Regions from separate parts of the Sus scrofa genome. Here region 2 is linked to region 1. A link is a contact called in public Hi-C data. All regions are on one chromosome and are shown on one strand. Each heading gives the region's core, a stretch centred on a gene start, on an enhancer-like site or on the middle of the called end of the contact. The rest is flanking DNA. Distances are from core to core; before and after follow the strand shown.

What was found. Hi-C and Micro-C count contacts between places; a contact is called where the count stands out from the background.
Region 2: a contact with region 1 is called in a Hi-C map of epiblast stem cells, with 2.1 times the contacts expected there. The contact joins the promoter of ACBD7 here to the promoter of ITGA8 in region 1.

What each region holds. Positions count from the first base shown.
Region 1 is chr10:46,129,465-46,135,544 of Sscrofa11.1, reverse strand. ITGA8 (integrin alpha-8) reads right to left here and starts at 2,658. Exons shown (of 30, transcript XM_021064834.1): 1 at 2,232-2,658; 2 at 1,420-1,553. The coding sequence starts at 2,437.
Region 2 is chr10:46,738,026-46,744,105 of Sscrofa11.1, reverse strand. It overlaps ACBD7 (acyl-CoA-binding domain-containing protein 7), which reads right to left and starts at 3,536. Exons shown (of 4, transcript XM_003357745.4): 1 at 3,470-3,536. The coding sequence starts at 3,481.

The sequences.
Region 1 (6,080 bases), core at 1,409-3,908:
AATACAAATGATTTTAACACAGATTAGTAAAATGCCATTCATCGTACCCTTAATTTTCTGATTTAGGAAACTGATTATCAAGCTAAAAGTCAGTAATTAGTAGCATCTAAAGTCCTGATTAAAGAACTACTTGAAATATTTTTTTCACAAATTTACATCAAGTGGTTTCATTTTTCCAGTTACCAATAGTTTAAAGTAAAAGCTTACAAAAACTGGTATGAAATAACCAAATTATTTAATAAAATGGTAAGTGGGCTATTATGACCATATATAGACACATAAGAAAAACAATTTTAAAATGCTTTTATAAAATATTTCCTAATTTGGTCATAATTCAAGGTAATGGTTACACAGGATTTTTTTTCTTTGATGATTTCCATATTCATAAAATTGAAAATATTTCCTCCTTTAAAATAAAAAATGCAAATTAGTCAAAGTCACAGATAAATATCACCCACCTGACTTCATCAAAATTCTGTGAAAATGGATATTCTACATAAATTCCAAATTAGCGCATACTAATGTAACAACTATGAAGAATGATGTCATAAAATAATTGTGTGGTACAAAAGGTATTTGAACTGATTGTTCATCAAAGAACATGATTCAAGTTGACATACTCACATTTTTCTGAAAAGAGGTATTGGCTTTCTGATAATGTATACCTTTTGAATTCACAAAGTTTTGGAGGTACAAATTAAAACATTCAGTGTTAATGTTTTTGAAAGCATTACGTTTAAATTATTTTCTCAAGACCCAAGGAGAAAACACCAGAGGAAACATAACCAGCCTGAATTGTTTAAAATGTATTTTCCCTTTAATTAAATAAGAAACATCTGTCTAGGGATTTTGGAAATGAATGTAATCCATCCACACTCTGCCAGGACTAGTTTGCATCCCATACTCCAATATTTTGAAAGAAAATTCTTTCTTTCTGTAAAGAATTAAAGAGCAACATGGACTGATGGCTACGTTGGTAGCAGCTGACTCTTGTCTCTGGAGTTGGGGCACTGGAAATGCCAAGTTTGGTTGCTTCCGCAGATTTGTGCTGTGGAAGCAACTAAACTGTCTCCATTATCAAGGTTAGGGCATAACATTTGTCTTTTCTCCAAAGCATCCACTCCTGGTGAAAATGCTTATCTCAGGATCACAAGGAAACAGAAGGCACTAGGATGCGTTCACATACCCAAGGTCAAAACGCCCTCTTTGGTGTTCACTCAACATTTTCCTCCCCTCCACTCAGGCTTTAAAAAGCTGATTTCTCTAGAAATCAGAAATGTCTCTGATTTCTCACTGCCCACAACACAGATCCGTCAGACAAGCCAAAAGAATACAAAGAAAGTGGGCGAGTGGACTCCCGCACGTTCCTGGCTCTTTGAAACCAAGACCCACAGTTGAGAATGACAAATAATCACTTACTGGTGTTGTCAAAGGGTATCTGCCTGCACTGGGCGGAACCCTCCGCTGGCCAGGGGCAGTAGTAGACAGCTCCCCCTTCCACGATGTCAGGCTGGCTGGTGTTGGCTTTGGGCGCCCCCACCAAGACGCTCGCCCTGCGAAAGGGTTAGAGGAAAGCACTCCTTGAGAATCATCAACTTGAGCCCAGGCGATGCAGTGTCTGGAGCTGCCAGCCGGCCCACCGAGACGTGGGTCGGGGGTCCGGGCAGAAACGTATTTATGACGGGGACCGACTGCCAAACTTGATTTCCTCTTGGAAACCTACGGGCTGCTGAAACCTAGTTTGGAATAGGGTGCAAAGGGTCCCAATTCTTCTCTAGGTGGAGCTCTGTATACAGTGAGTTAAGAGGTGGGGGGTGGGGGGTGGGAAGCAAAGGACAGAGCCCAGCTGCTTGCAGCAGACAGCACTTGCGCCCAGACACTTAATTGTTACAGGCTATGTATAAACAGACCGTGTTGTGGTCGCTGTTTTAACTGGCTTGAGTCTGTAAGGTCCCCTTTTCCCCTTTGCATGATGCTTGAGTCTTTGTCCCAGGAACTCCCCGGGCCATTCGCATTCTAGGCAAGTGTCTCCAGTTCTTAGTTCACAAGGCACATCTAGCAGGGAGAGAAGATGCTGGTGGCGGGAGTCAGAAGGGACCCCAAGTGGGCAGTGGGATGGACTCTCGGAAATCGCCTTCACTGGGCTGCGGGGACAGGCGCGGGTCCCCCGGCAGAGGGTCAGATACCCAGCCTGGGGTGGGGACCATCCACGCACGCCCTGGGGGACTTACGTGCGAGCCGCAGGTATGTGAAAGTCCACCGCGTAGCCGAAGTAGCTGCCCTCGGGGCCGCTGTACACGGTGAGCTTGTCCACGTCCAAGTTGAACGCCTGCGAGACCGGGGACCACAGCATCCCCAGCGCGGCAGAGAAGCAGCAGAGGGGCGCGAGCAGCGGCGCCCGGCTATCCCGGAGACTGCAGCGGGCTCGAGCAGACATCGCCCTCCACCCGGGCGGTGCTCAATGGGCAGGGTGAGTCGAGGATACCGGACGAGAAATTGCAGGCTTGGAGGCTCGCCGGCCCAGATGCCCGCGTCCCGGGTCGGTGCGCGCAGCGTGTCCGCGGTGACAGACCTGGGCGCTGCGCCGCGCGTCCCCAGCCGTCTGCTTGCCGCCTGATCCCGTGGCTCGGGGACTGGCCGAGGGGATCCAATCCCTCCTTTGGCAGCGGGCGAGGGCCCAGCGCGCTCGCGGCGCCTCCTAGCGGCAGATCTGAACACTACGAGCCGGAGTCGGGGACTCAGGGTCGCCCTCGCCCCCGCTGGTGGCCCGCCCCAGGCGCCAGAGTCCAGCCACCAATCTTTCTACTGCAGTGGATCTGAAGAACGATCTGAGCCTCACACAGGACAACTCAAGCCACTGCTTTAGGAAGCAAGGTCCCACCCGCCCTCCAACCCAACGCACTGGGTGAGGGTATGCTCCAGTGTCTCCCAAACGTTAGAATGTGAAAGCATACCTCGCCACGAGAGAGGCAAAAAACCAAAAAACAAAACCCACGGTTTTACATCACGTCTGCCAACCTGAAGGCATCTTTTGCTTGTGTGACTAAGAATTAAAGTTTAAATCCAACAATGCTTTCTCACCTCTGCCTACCTCTTAGCAGAGGTAACTAATAAACAAAGCCATCCTGGAGATTTTATTTAGGGCTTTCTCAAAGGCAGGTGGGTCTTCTTAAATGACTTAGTTCTAAATCCGGTGACCCTGTATCATTGTGATGAAGACTGGCAGAGTTGAGAAGGTTGGAATTTCCAGTTAACCATCAGCAGGGGTGGAAGTGTGGGTTGGATTCTGGAGGAGTTCAAACCAGTTCCAATCCATGGGGGGTTCCTGGTCTCTTTCTGTGTCTTGTGCTTGGGGGAGGGAGCAAAGGATCAGTGGGAGGAGAAGACAGAAGAGAAACCTGGTGAAAAAGCCCTTTGACAGGTGATCTTCCAAGAAAACAGGACTGATGGGGATAGGGAGCAATTAAGTGTTAACCCGGGTAGCGCTGGGGTTAAATAGAAAAGAAGCGCAGAGACAGGAGAGGTGAATAGGTTCCAAAGTATTTTAAGGAGATTTGTTGATAGATTTAAGTAGAAATTTGAATAGGAAGCTTGACTTCAGACATTGTGGGTGGGGTAATTGAGGGAAAGTATTAAAGACAGGAAGGCTGGGATGAAATGCTGGTGCAAGAGATTAGAATAAAATTGTGGGTTAGGAAGCAGTGAGAATTAGGGGTGGACCTCTTGAGAAAGAAGACCTTCATGATAAGACCCTTTTTTTTCTTTTTCTTTTTCTTTTTCGGGCTGCACCCATGACATAGAGAAGTTCCCAGGCTAGGGGTTGATTCAGAATGCCACAGCCACAGCCACCCCAGATCCAAGCTGTGTCGGTGACCTACATCACAGTTCAGGGCAGCATGGGATCCTTAACCCCCTAAGCGAGGCCAGGGATTGAACCAACTGCATCCTCATGGACACCAGTCGGATTCATTTCCACTGATCCACAATGGAATTTCAAAAACTTTTTTTTTTTTTTGTCTTTTTAGGGTCACACCCACAGCATATGGAGGTTCCCAGGCTAGGGGTTTAATCGAGGCTGTTGCCGCCAACCTATGCCACAGCCACAGCAATGCCAGATCATTAACCCACTGAGCGAGGCCAGGGATCGAACCCGCAACCTCATGGCTCCTAGTCCGATTCATTTCCACTGTGCCATGACAGGAAATCCCTAAGAACTTTTTTTTTTCCTTCTTTTTTCTTTTTTGGCCAGGCCGGCATGTGGAAGTTCCAGGCTAGGGATTCAACTCAAGCCACAGCAGTAAACCAAACCACAGCAGTGACGACGCCAGCTCCTTAACCTGCTTCGCCAACAGGAACATTTATTGAGTCAAAGGGAGCTGATTCTACAGCAAAGGCATGACTACCCACTGGGATTCTAAGTGTTCAGTGGAGGATGTGTGTGTGTGTGTGTGTGTGTGTGTGTGTGTGTGTGTGTGTGTGTGTGTGTGTGTGTTGGGGAGAGGCAGTCAGTCATTAGAAGAAAGAGTAAGCAATGCAGCTATTGCCCAAAGGCGCTGGGTGATGGGGACCTCAGCATGATTAACAGAAGGAAGGGAAGCCGGCGGGGGTGGGGTGGGGTGGGGGAAGCTACAATGTTAACCAGTAGAAAGGACCAGAAGATGGATGGCAGAATGAGAGTGACGGTGAGCCCAAGGTGAGTCTGCAGGTATGGAATTAGGAAGGAGAATCACAAAGGTAGTCATGGGGTAAGGAGAGCAGGATGGGAGGTAGATGGTGAGCTAGATGCTGGACCTATTCAGAATGTTACAGGCGTGGGATCCCCCGAGAAGCTGGAAGCATAACTGTGATTCAGAGCAAGGCTCTATGCAGATGGGGGAGTTCCTCCCCAGAAAATCCTCTGCTCCCACTGGAAAGCTCAACTTCCTCATCTCTCTTACACCAGAACCCACTTGCGAGACTGATTTACATTGGATGTTTTAATCTTTGCGCATCTCATCCCTATAAAAAGGGTAAAACCACATAAGCTATCAGAAGATTACCTAGAAAATCATCGCATCTGGATCATTTCCTAACTGGATAGTTCTTTCCCAGACAAGGATTTAAAAGGAGAGGGTAGAAAACTTTTTTCTCAGTCCAAGAGCCCACTTATGTTGGATATTGAAGTCTGCTGCTCCGAATCAGGTTACTATTGTTAATAAAAATGATGTTCCCCCCAGAGAAATTTCAATGAGTAATTGATGTGCAATATACACATAGGAATATGGAGTGCTGTGGAAGACTGTTGAGGCTGAGGGATAACCTCGACTCCATCATTTGCTGACACTGGCAAACTGAAATTTGGAAATTCATCCTATTGCAGGCAAGTCTTAGGTTAGAATGGAGCACCTAAATAGGTGGAAAGTAATAGCATTATTCTAGATGTGCCTTTGGCCTGATTTACTGGGCAGAAGTAGTGTGATATTATAAAATGTTTGGCTTGTGTAAAGCAGCATATCACCAGGGTATCCCCTTTTTGTTACTCTCTTGCCTTGTGATATTTCCAGCATGTTCCTAATCTATTAATTCAAGATGGGGTAGGTGGTAGGTGGAAAAGAAAATTCTGCTTATTGCCACATAATTGGAGACATATTATTTCTTCTAAGACCACACTTATTTTTTTTCAAAGTACGTAATTTTGTTCTTCTATTTCTAATTGAAGGTATGAAATAATTCTGAAGGAATACAGCAATGCCTTCTTTATTTCATCCTCTGCATTTGCCACAACGTGGGAGCTAATCAGTGCTTAATAAAAACTTTTTTGGCTGATGAAGTGGGTGGAGGAACAAGAGGCAGAGGATAGAGAGAGAAATAAGCTGAGGGAAAGAGTCAGATATTCACTTTGGTTCACAATGGGAATGAGTTTTCTTTTTTTTTCTTTTCTTTTCTTTTCTTTTCTCCTTTTTACAGATGCACCCACAGCATATACAAGTTCTTGGCCAGGGTTGGATTAGAACTACAGCTGCAACCTCTGCCACAGCCAAGGCAACACTGAATCTGAGCTGCATCTGTGACCTGTCCCACAGCTTGTGGCAACACTAGAT
Region 2 (6,080 bases), core at 2,287-4,786, 610 kb before region 1:
GCATTCCAGGAAGCAGTTTCTGAAAGTAGGAGAGTATGGAAACACCTGGCAATCTCATGAAATGCTGGATCCTTTCCATGTAAGGGTGCAGCCCCTGATGATTTCACAGGCAATTTCAGGGGTCCCCTCCCACTCCCCTACCTAGGGAAGAGAAGAGAAGCCCATTCCAGAGCAGGACCCAGGACCAGTCTTTCTCTCCTGCATGCCCTTCCCTGGCACCCGACTTGATGTATTCCTGCTCTGCCTAGGAGCTCCACGGCCTTTCTCTGCCTGACCTCGATGAGCTCTCCTGGGAAAAAATGCTGGCCTTGCATCAGGATCCCAGATTAGAACTCCAGCTTTGAGATACACTGCTGTGGGGCTCTGCCCAAGCAACAAAGCTCCTCTGAGATTCAGCTTTGGCCAATAAAGATAACATCGGCCTCAGCGGGGAAGTGTGAGATTAAATAAAATTGAGTGCAAATATTCTTCAAACATTGTAAATCAACCATACATCGATAAAACTTTAGAATTAAAAATTGGAGTTCCCATTGTGGGTGGCTCAGTGGAAACAAATCTTACTAGCACCCATGAGGATGCAGATTCGATCCCTGGCCTTGCTCAGTGGGTTAAGGATCCAGCATTGCTGTGAGTTGTGGTGTACTTTGCAGACATGTCTTGGACCTAGTATGGATGTGGCTGTGATGTAGGCCAGCAACTGTCGCTCTGATTCGACCCCTGGCCTGGGAACCTCCATATGCCTTGGGTATGGCCCTAAAAAGCAAAAAAAAAGTATGATTTCACTTCTATGTGTATCTAAAAAAGATGCAAAGGAACTTATTTGCATAAAAGAGGCAGACTCACAGACTTTGAAAACAAACTTATGGTTACCAAAGGGGACAGGTTGGGGGGTGGGGGGATGGACTGGGGGTTTGGGACTGGCATATGAGAACTGAGGTATATGGAATGAGTGGCCAATGGGGACCTGCTCTAGAGCACAGAGAACTCTACCCATATTCTGTGATCATCTATGCGGGAAAAGAATCTGAAAGAGAATGGATGTGTGTCCATGTATGACTGAATCACTTTGTTGTACCGCAGAAATTATCACAACATTGTAAATCAAATATACTTCAATAAAACTTTATGAAAAAAGCATGTAAAAAAAATTGGGGGCACGCCCACAGCATATGGAAGTTCCCAGCCCAGGGATCAAATTCGAGCTGCAGCTGTGACCTATGCCACAGCTGTGACATTGCCAGACCGTTAACCTGCTGAGCCACAGTAGAAACTCCAAGAATGTAAATAAACTTGATTTCATTCTGTTGATCTGCCCCTCAGAGCTCATCACATACATCATACTATTCAACCTGTTTTGAACAGCTCTGATGGCCAGGCCTTGGCTGAGCAGACAGGGGGAAGACAGGGTGGCCGGCTCTCCCAAAGCTCGGATCTAGTGAGAGATGAGCAGGTCACCATGGTCATGTGATACTGGCTCTGTGGAGGAGCAGTGGGTGCTCTGGGATCACAGAGGAGGGAGTAGCAGCAGCCGTGGAAAAAGCCTTCTCAGAGGAGATGGTGCTGAGCTGAGGTGGGGTCAGCACATGGGAGATGGGCAGGGGCAGGAAAGGGGGTTCCAGGCAGCACTGACACCATTATTAGAGTTCAGCACAAAGGCTGGTGGAAATATATTTCTTTATTCCATAAAAGAGGACAGGCATCAACTTTCATCTTGGTAGCAAGAGCCTTGCCTCACAGAGCCCTGGCAGGTGGTAGAGGCCACCCAAGCCCTTGTTGAATGAATGAATGAATGAGTCAGTGGGTATCAGGAGGGTCTGAAAGTTATCATAGGTGAGAAATAGTTTTTTTTTTTTTTTTTTTTTTTTTGGTGTTTTTGCCTTTTCTAGGGCTGCTCCCACAGCATATGGAGGTTCCCAGGCTAGGGGTCTATCAGAGCTGTAGCCACCGGCCTAGGCCAGAGCCACAGCAACTGGGATCGAGCCGGTCTGCACCTATACCACAGCTCACGGCAATGGCAGATCCTTAACCCACTGAGCAAGGGCAGGGATCAAACCCAACCTCATGGTTCTAGTCGGATTCGTTGACCCCGAGCCTCAACGGGAACTCCGACAAACAGTTTTAAAGGTAGAATTATTTACATTTCACTCCAAGCATTCTGGGCCAAAGGGAAGTCTGATAATGTTCCTGGGCTCTGCAGAGCTGGGCTTGCTGCTTTGGGTGAGAAATTTCAGACTCTGCTGAGTGACTCTCCTGGAGCTGAGTCCCACACAGCCCAGCTGAACGGGTGCGGACTTGATTCCTGCGCGAGTGTGCATGAGGTTCTTCAAAACACACTGCCTTAGGGCCTCTCCTCAAACCCTCTCCTGTTTATATTTTTACCACAAGGCCCGACCCCACTGCCTGGTGCAGAAGTGACCTTGGTGTCACTACGGACACTCACATTGGACGCATCCTGCCATACACCCAATGCAGACATTTACAAAAAGTATTTGAGTATTTAGTGATGACAAAACACTCATAATACAAGATCAAAAGAGCCAAACTATATAAACTATAACTACATAAACTATACAAACACGAAATATACACCCACATTCGCACATACACATTTCTCGAACATTCAAGAGAGGGTTACTAGAGTGGTTATCACCTGAGTGAAGGAATTCTTTTCCCCAAATTTCCACCCTGAACATGTATTTCCTCACAGATCAGAAGAACAGTACTTGTGAGTTTATTTTTATCTTTTTAGGGCGCGACCTGCGGCATATGGAAATTCCAAGACTAGGGGTCCAATCGGAGCTACAGCTGCCAGCCTACACGATAAGCCTCAGCGACTCGAGATCCCAGCGGTATCTCCTAGGACCTACACCATAGCTCATAGCAATGCCAGATCCTTAACCCAGTGAGCAAGGCCAGCGATCGAACTTGCGTCCTCATGGATGCTAGTCAGATTCGTTTCCTCTGAGCCACGACGGGAATCCCCGAAAAACAGTGTTTTTAAATTGTGGCTTCACAGATCCTTGCCTGGGAGAGATACTGGACGAACCAAGGAGCAAGTGGAGCGGGTGAGATCGAAACAGCCCTGACCTCCCTCTCCAGGATGGGAGGGTCGGGCGGAGCAGAGCTGGTGTGCTCCCTCCGAGCAGCCTGGCGCAATCCCTCCCCAGGGCGGTGCCTGCTGTGCGTCTAACCACTCCCCAGGGTTCAGAGTTGCCATGGGAAGTGTGGCTCGTCGTCAACAGCTGGTACCCTCGCCAACTACCCGCAATGGGTGCGCTAGCGAAGGGGTGGGCTTGTCTCGGAGTCACCGCCGACGGGATCGAGGATCCCCGGCTGCGGCTGCCCGGGTGCTGAGACCGAGACGTGCCGCATTGCCCGGGGAGGGAGTGACACTGACCCCACGCCCCTCTCGAGAGTTTCTCTCCGGGGAAGTTGCTCCCACCCTGCAGCCTGCACAACCCCAGCTCACCTGCAGGGACATGACGGCTGCACCGGACCCTCCCGGCACTCCAGACGCAGGATTCCCCAGACCCGATGCCCCGCCTCTTCTTAAAGGGAAGCCCGCCTCCGCCCGCCAGCTCCCATTGGCCGCGCTCCCATGCCCCCCCAGCTTCCATTGGTCTCTGGTACGGGAGGGCGGGGCTAGGCGGTGAGTGGCACCCGCCCTGCCCTTCGGGCCCGAGGTCTTCCTCCAGAAACTCGCAGCGCAGGGAGTGCGGGTGGTGTCAGCAGCCAGCTAGGTTGCAACTGGCAAGGCGAGGGGTTGGGAATTTAAATGAGTTCCTCTCCGTCCTTGGAGATTTTTCTGAAGAGGTTGTTCACAGGACATCCAGAGAGATCTCCCCAGGGCATGGACCTCATTTGGGATTCCTTTTCATATATACCTCTGTCCTCTGCATGTTATTCCTGGAAACCTGGACCGTAGAGAGCGTTTATTCAGACCGCCCTTGTCACTCTACCAGTCTCTAGACACAGCGCATCAAGAATGAAAAGGATGGTAGTTCGCGTCTTTTCTCCTCTTTATAAAACAAGGTCCCTTAATTCTGAACACGTGCTGCAACCACCCGAAATTTTCAATTAGGGTAAAATCACAGGACTACTCGCCTCTTCAATTTGAACCCATTCTCCAAGGGAACAGCCCAATGTCACTCCTCCAAATATGCAGCAAATGGGGTTGTGATTCACATTTGATTAAATTTTCAAAGAACTGGAACAGCATTTTTTGGTCATCTGAGGAGAAATCTTTAAGATTTCTTTAATAGAAGCTGGTGACGAAGAAATTGCAAATTCGGTTTTAAGTTACTGATTTGAAATGTCTGACCATACAACACCGTACAGCAATTCAAGGCCTGGAAACTTCTTAGCTTGTTTTTGCATAAAATTACACTTTAAAAATATTTGCTAGGAGTTCCCGTTGTGGCTCAGCGGTAACAAACCTGACTGGTACCCCTAAGGATACAGGTTCGATCCCTGGCCTCGCTCAGTGGGTTAAGGATCCGGCACTGAAGTGAACTGTGGTGTAGATCGCAGTCTCAGCTGGGATAGTGCATTGCTGTGGCTGTGGCCGAGGCCAGCAGGTGTAGCTGTGATTGAATCCCTAGCCTGGGAACAGCCATATGCCTCAGGTGTGGCCCTAAAAAGCAAAATGAATGAATGAATGAATGAAGGGAGGAAGGAAGGAAAGAAAGAGGAAAAAAATGCTACGTTTTCTTGGAAATCCCCCCCTTAAAAATTTTTTTTTCTCCTAGAAAATATTTTCCTGGTTAAATGAATGTTTCCAAAATAAGGAACAAAAAGCAAATGTTAGAAAAATTTACTGGGCAGGATTTTTTTTTTTTTAATTTCCCAGTGATGGGAAACTCACTCTAAGGCACAAAGGAAATGGTAGGTTCTGAACAGTGAGTGCTCTAACAGGGAAGGTCTTTTTTGTCACTGTGTCAGCAGGGAAATACTGCAATGAGGTCCAGAAGCCCTGAGTATCTGCAGCCGAGACATCCTGGCATGACAGTCTTTATAAGAAATCAAGCGGAGGGAAGAGAGAAGCTGCACTGGGCTGTTTTATTCTCTAAGTCTAAAATGTTCTTTTAAGAACGCTTTCCTTTTTTTTCTTTCTTTTTCTTTTCTTTTCTTTCTTTCTTTTTTTTAAGGACTATACCCGAAGCATATGGAAGTTCCCAAGCTAGGGGTTGAATCAGAGCTGCAGCTGCTGGCCTACACCCCAGCCACAGCAACACCAGATCCCAGTGGCATCTGTGACCTACACCACAGCTCACGGCAACGCGGGATCCTTAACCCACTGAGAGAGGCAGAGATCAAACCTGAATCCTCATGGATCCTAGTCAGGTTCGTTACCACTGAGCCACAACAGGAACTCCCAAGAACTCTTTTCAAAACATGTTCTTCTCTTGAGTTGCCATCTCTCAACTGAATGCCAGAGCCAAGGGGGTCCTGTCTCAAGAGCAAAAAGAAAGAAGAGACAGTGGAATCGTTGATGTCTTCTAGCCAACGATAATAATACACTGGGTAGAGGGAAAACGTGGCTTTGTGGAAACTTTAGGGAGTGAGTCGAATTAAACAATCAAGTTCTTTCTTTTTTTTGCTATGTTATTAAATATTGATTATAAACCGGTATGCACACATACACACGTATATATGGGCAGAGGAAGAGGGAGTGAAGGAGACAGTGATTATTGAGGTAAGAGGAAAAACCAAGAGAGCACGGTTAACGAGCAAGAAAGTATGTTAGGTTAGACGAGGGCTGAGCATTAACGTTGTCAAGATCACAGATGACCTAGTGGGAAGTTTCAATGCAGTCGTGGAAGCCAAGCCTGATGAGAGTGGGTTTAGAAGAAAACACAGGGGACAATGTGGAATAGTTAGAATAGTTTGGGGCTCTCCTTTTGCTTATCCCCCCACCTACATCTCACTGTCTTCATCATGAAAGCCTCCCAACTTTGTTCTTCTTCAAGAAGGGTTGACGTCGGCACTTTGCTCTTCCATATACATTTTAACATCCATAAGTCAAGTTCCCTAGAAGAAAACTCTTGAATTTCTCTTGGCATTGCATTGAAACACAACAT